Linked DNA regions of Hordeum vulgare: region 1 is linked to region 2. A link is a contact called in public Hi-C data. All regions are on one chromosome and are shown on one strand. Each heading gives the region's core, a stretch centred on a gene start, on an enhancer-like site or on the middle of the called end of the contact. The rest is flanking DNA. Distances are from core to core; before and after follow the strand shown. Region 1 holds the start of LOC123402641. Region 2 holds the start of LOC123402852.

Evidence for each region. A called contact is a pair of places that touch in the nucleus more often than the background predicts.
Region 1: a contact with region 2 is called in a Hi-C map of seedling, with 1.8 times the contacts expected there. The contact joins the promoter of LOC123402641 here to the promoter of LOC123402852 in region 2. A contact is called at or near these places in 2 of 6 Hi-C or Micro-C datasets (leaf and seedling).

Annotation. Positions count from the first base shown.
Region 1 is chr6H:182,890,269-182,893,492 of MorexV3_pseudomolecules_assembly, reverse strand. LOC123402641 reads left to right here and starts at 1,675. Exons shown (of 2, transcript XM_045096572.1): 1 at 1,675-2,070. The coding sequence starts at 1,848.
Region 2 is chr6H:182,666,604-182,669,744 of MorexV3_pseudomolecules_assembly, reverse strand. LOC123402852 reads left to right here and starts at 1,814. Exons shown (of 5, transcript XR_006611358.1): 1 at 1,814-2,009; 2 at 2,773-3,141.

The DNA.
Region 1 (3,224 bases), core at 426-2,925, 220 kb before region 2:
CAAAAGTCCTCTCCTCTCTTCTAGGTCAAGAGTGAATATATACCACAAGATGGTCGCCAGAAGTGGGCTGGGTGGCCCACTACCCTCCATGCCATGCCAGGGGGGCTAGCGCGCCCTGGTGCCTAGTGGGCACTTGGCAGCCCCCTCTGGTACTTCTTTCCTCCAATATTTCTAATTTATTCCATATAAAAATATTTGCGAAGTTTCAGCCCATTTGGAGGTGTGCAGAATAGCGTAGCTTTTTCGGGTCCAGAATTCCATCGGCCGGCATTCTCCCTCTCCGTGTTAACCTTGCATATTATGAGAGAAAATGCATTAGAACTACTCCATAAATTGGTATAATGCATAAAAACACTATAAATAATAGTGGAAAAACATAATGCAAAATGGACGTATCATGTTGTGATCAGCACTACTAGTTGGAATAACTTCCACCCACTTAGTAACATAATCAACATGAGCTAAAATATGAGTATACACATTAGAGGAAGGAAAAGGTCCCATAAAATCAAAACCCCAAACATCAAATGGTCTGATAGCAAGTGAATAGTTCATAGACATTTCCTTACATCTACCAATGTTACCAATTATTTGACATTCATCACAAGAGAGGAATGTCACTTTGAAAACCAGACTATAATTCCTTGTGTACAGTTATGTCACTAGCGTGGTGCCCTTCGCATGCTTAGGAATGACACTTCCGAAGGATATCTTCATGTTCATGCTCGGGCACACAACATCTAATAACACCACCCACTCCTTCTTTATAAAGATGCGAGTCATCCCAAAAGTAAAGTCTTAATCATTAAAGAACTTTTTCTTTTGTTCGTAGGTGAAACTAGGTGGTATATATTTAGCAACAATGTAATTAAAATAATCTGCATACCTAGTGCTACGGGAAGCATTTATAATATATAATTTCTCAATAGGAAAAATATCATTAATAGGTAGTGGGTCATCAAATTTTTTTTCCATTTTAGACAAATTATTTGCTATGGGTTTTCAGCTCCATTCCTATCAACAATATGCAAAGCAAATTCTTGAAATAAAAACAAACACCTAATAGGTCTAGGCTGTGACGCCCCGGTAGTTAAGCTACAGTAACCACACACTAATGGTGCCACGTCATCGAGTTTAACTAAGTTAGATTGTGACTTAATAAAATCAAAGCCAAATTTCAAATATAAATTAAAGTCAAATTATTATTTCTTCAAACATAAAAACAAAATTGTTCCTAAGGTTGCAAATATTCCATAGTTAATTATGGTGGAGTAACCAACATATTAAAAAATGTATAAATTCATAGGATAATTAAAACCAAGACCAAATCAATTATTAAAAACTCCCTTTAAATTATCGAGTATTCAAATATTTTCAAAAGGCCCCCAAATATCTTGTGGCACTGTCAAATATTATAACTTTAATATTTGGGCACGTGCCATATTTTTAGAAAGTCCTTTATTACTACGATAGATAAAAACAAAATAATAATAGTAGAAAAAGAATTTAATTAAAAAGGCAAAGAAAACCCCCTTTTTGTCCCCTAGGCCACATCCCATTCCCCCACCCTAGGTCGGCCCATTCCCCCTCCCAACTGGCCGGCGCACCTCACCCCTCCTCCCCTCTCGCTACAAGGGGCCACCCCTCCACCGACACGCCCCACCCACTCACCCGTGTCGCACTGAGCCCCCACCTCTCTTCCCCTTCTCCCGATCCATATCGGATGGGGACCTCTCCCTCCACTCCGACGACATCAGCCCTCCACCAGTACCACTGGCCACTCTCCCGTGCCTCCCTGCCGCTCCCTGTTGACTGACACCGCCCCACCATCGCCCCAAGCGAATCCCATGGCGGCTGGCTGCTCCCCCTGCTCGAATCGGGTTCGGCCGGTTCCGGCAACCTCGCCGGCCGATGCCGCTGCCCCCAGCGCGTTGTCGGCGACCACCGCACCGTCATCAGTCGCTCTCCCTCCCCGGCTCCTCCCTGTGCTGCCTCGTGCCTCCACGCTGTCCCATGGCGCCGCCGGCCATCGCACCTCCCCACACCCGTTGCCTCCCTCCGCTAGCGCCGGTGAGACCCCGGCCTCATCTCCCTCTCCCTCCCCGTTCATCGCCCCGCCGTTGTTGGCCGCCTTTGCCACGTCCCCCTTCGCCCCCCTCGCGTGCCTTGTGCCTCCCCTCGCTTGCCCCCCCCGCACACACGCCGCACCAGCAACCCCCCCCATGCGCCGCCGCCGGCCTCCACGCCCCCCTGCACCTTCCCCCGCACGTGCCCGCACCCACCACCACCGCCCTGGCCGTCGGCAAGACCGGACGCCCCCCCATGGCGCCCCCTGTCCGATCTGTGATAGGGTGGGGATGAGCCCCCCCCACTGGCATGTGGGCCAACCCCCCCCCCCCCCCCCCACTATCAATGACAATGGGGTCCACCTCCGAGAACGTTTTATAAAAAATGAAATATAAATAAATAAATAGTTAATTAAGAGTAATTATATTAATTAGTATATTTAATCTGTTGTTAGTTTAAATATCAATGACATCTCGGGCCACCCCCCTCTAATTAACCTGATGATTAATTAAGTTAATTAAATTAAATTGTTAACTAGCACCCTATGATAGATGGGTCCCACGCCACTAATTAACTTGATTAAATATTTATTTAATCCTAATAATAAATTTTCCTATGACAGATGGGACCCACTGGTCATATTTGACCAGTCAAAGCCCGGTTGACTGTTGATGTCATGCTGAGATCACAATGATGTCATATCTAAATATCTGAATTATTTAAATCTATTTAATTACAAATATTGAATAAAAATTTAGAAATTAATATTAATTAAACCGTAAGTCAGATGGAAATATTTTGAACATGAAAGTTGATCGGCAGAACGAGACGAACTTGGATACGCTATCCGTTCGTTTGTCACGCGTCCCTAGCATAGCAAACGTGAAACATTTTTTTGTCATTTTCGTCTGACCAGTAGTAGCCACAGACCCGGGAAATATCATCCGAGATTTTCCCGATCCGTCTATGACGGATGATACTGCGTTAGCTCATGCCTAGCTGTGCATATTGCCATGTCATGCTTAGTGATTGCATCTGTGTTTATATTTATTGTTTCTTCCCCCCTTTTCTTACCGGTAGACCCCGAGACAAACGCTGCCGCCGGGTATGACTACCCTCCTAATGACCAGCTTTTTTTGCAGAGCAACAAGGCAAGC
Region 2 (3,141 bases), core at 565-3,064:
GTCCTCGTCACTGTTCAGATTGGATCTTCACTGATCCAGATACCCGCGGTGTGCTTCTCTCCTGCAGTTTCCTGGCATTGCCGGCGTGGTCGCGGATGAAGCTGGTGGACGAGATTCAGATAAGGGGAAACCCATTGGTCGGCCCTGGCCGGCCGCGCCGCCGACGATGCTCAAAGGCGACGTTTTTCTTCCTGGAGACGTCGGTCTACATCTGCTCCTCCACTTCCTACCTCACTGCCTCTCGGGTGAAAACCTAACTCCGGTGGGCGGCGGCGGCGTCCTTGACGTCGTGACCTTCCTGAAGGCGTCGCCTTGAGTGCTGAGTGGTGGTGGACACTATGTGGGTCTTGGACAGTTGCTGGTGGTGGGCACTGCTTCGGGGGAAACCCTAAGATCCGACTTTCCAGATCGGACGATGGCGGTACTGCGGTGTTGTTTCTCTCTTGGGAGCATCGTTTTGTGGAGCAGCGCTGGATGACAGAGACAGGAGATGGAGCAGCTTCGTTTGGCCCGAAGATTTGGTGGAACTATCAAGTCATACACTGAGTCATGCCTGGTTGGTAGGTGCTACGCACGACAGTTCTTTCAGAATCTTTGTGTCTAGACGAATGAGCGTAGGGCGGTGGCGTTGTTTGATGCCGTGGCGGCGTCGATCATCTTGCACAGAGCTTTCAGTTGAGATGTCAAGTCATGCCTGGCCGACAGGTGCTACGATGTGTCATGCCTGGTCGGCAGGTGCTACGCACGACATATCTTCCAGAATCTTCGCGTATGGACTGACGAGCCGTGGTGGCGTCGACGGATGGACGGACTGGCAAGGATGATACACATCTCTCTCCTGAAGATGGGTTAGCAGCCTGATGATGATGACGACATCTAAAACGTGTGCATGTGGTGTACGCTTTAGGTCTGCTGCATCGAAGTGGATGTATCGGTGACGGCACCGGTTTTAGATATGGGGAGTGAGAACACTCTACATTATCGAGTTTTGTAGGTGTGAGTGGTGGCTTCGGATGGTTTGATGTATGTTCTTGTTAGACCCATGTTAAATAATTAATAAAAATGACCGTATGCATCGATTGATGCAGAGACCGGGGGTTTGAACCTCCTTTTCCATAAAAAATCACTCATCCCTATAAACATACATACTCATACCCTATCTTTATGAACGCCTTCCGGAGACAGAGCCGATATATCATCTTGAGATTTTCAAAGTTACCGTAGGTGTCTCGACGTTGAAAAGAAAGTTTCCACCCACTGAAGATGCATCACCGGAAAATTTAAAATAAATACAAGAATAACTCCAACACTGAAACTTTAATCCTAATAAGTTAGGAATATCAAAATGTCTCTGTAACCATCAAACCACGTATTGGTTCGTTACACATGCGATTATCCAATCCATATGTTTACGCATCCTTAACAAAGACTGTGCACAATACAAAACATGTTTGCTTATTTCAAACGTTGTTCTTGGAGGCCACCGCCCACAAGGCTGCCAGCAACGCACACCGTATGCACCGTAACCGACAGCCGAAGAAAGGGTTGATAATTTTCTTCTTATTAAAAAAATGCATAATAAGGAAAATAAAAGGTTGATAATTTACCACGGATGGGCTCGACCCCTCCCAGCCGCCCGATCCGCATCGGACGGAAAAGGCTGGACGCCGAGGTTGTGGACCGAGAGCACAATGGATGGCAGTTCCGATCCGACGGCCGAGATGCGCCTTCAGTTGTCGCCTTGCTCTCGAAAGCGCCACCACGCAACGCAACCCCCCTCCTCGATGTACACGTATAAAATCCGCAACCCTCCCAGGTTAATTAAAGAAAATTAATTTTCGGATTCCCTTTTTTCTTCCGCTTCACGATTTCTCTCCGGTTTTCTCCTTCGTCTAATCTCTTCTCGCGGGGCGGAGAATCAGGGCGGAGTTCTGGGCGCTCGCCGGAGCTTTTCCTCGGATTTTTTTCCCGTGCTTCTTCCCGGCCGCGGCCGCAGTCGGCATCGCAAGGTTTGCGCCCCTTCCTGTTCCGTCTTTGAATATTTTTTTTTTCGTTCTAGAGTTTGGGGCGGGTGCTGTTTTTGATGCGGGGATGGAGGCGGCGACGAGAGTAATCGCATTGATTGATTAGCTGGTTGACTAAGCGCCATAGTTTCCTGGCCCCAGTTCATAGGTGCTTGTTCGGGAACTCACTAGAATAGATCGTTCTGCTGTGCGGATTTTTCCTAGTTTCTTTGATCTGTCTCTTCATGTACGAGCCCGTAATTCTTCCAAGAGTATTTCTGGCCTGATAATCCAGATTGCAAGTCTGCTTGAACTGTCCACGATGGATTATTGTTGATCTGGTGGGTGATGCGTCGGTTAATCTTTTTCTTGATTATTCCTTTGTAGAGGATAGCTGTGCCCGCAGCAATTTCTCATGTCAAGTATTCTCGTCCGACTACTCTAGTAATTAAACCAGTCGTTCGTCCATCTGTTGTCCCGTGGATTGGTGATTCGATGCATCCGATTGCACTGAATCTGCACGTGCAAACGTTGCAGTTTACTGTAAGGTTCTGATGTGCAAGATAAAACAAAAAAGGTGGTTGCAGCATAATACACTTTAGAAATCTCATTTTGATCTATGATGAATTTGGTTTCGAATTTAATAGCATCATCCCTGTTATGTTTATTAGTTTGTCTTGTTCAACACTGCTCGACAGGTTTAGATTTTTCATCTTGCCTTTAAGAACCATTGGCTCAATTACTAAAATTTGTTATCTATCTGCAACAGTGCTTGGCAATAACAAGACGCTATGAAGTTCTGCAAAGAGGGCAAGGTGGAAGTACTGCAGAAGACAGAGGCACCTTTCGGTTCCTGGAGGCCTGCTGAGATCCTTTCTGGCAATGGGCACACCTATCTTGTAAGCTATGATCCATGTCTGTTTGACGGTAGTCTGGCCATTGAAAGGGTTCCAAGAAAGGTGATAAGGCCTTCTCCCCCGTCCCCAGATGGTCCTGTATGCTGGGTCCCAGGCGACATCCTTGAAGTCTTTGACAGCTATTCATGGAAGGTTGTGGAAGTCGTGAAATTGCTTGGTCATGAGTACTATCTTGTCAGGCTCCTCGGATCCTCCCTAGAATTGAGGGTAGATGCATCCAA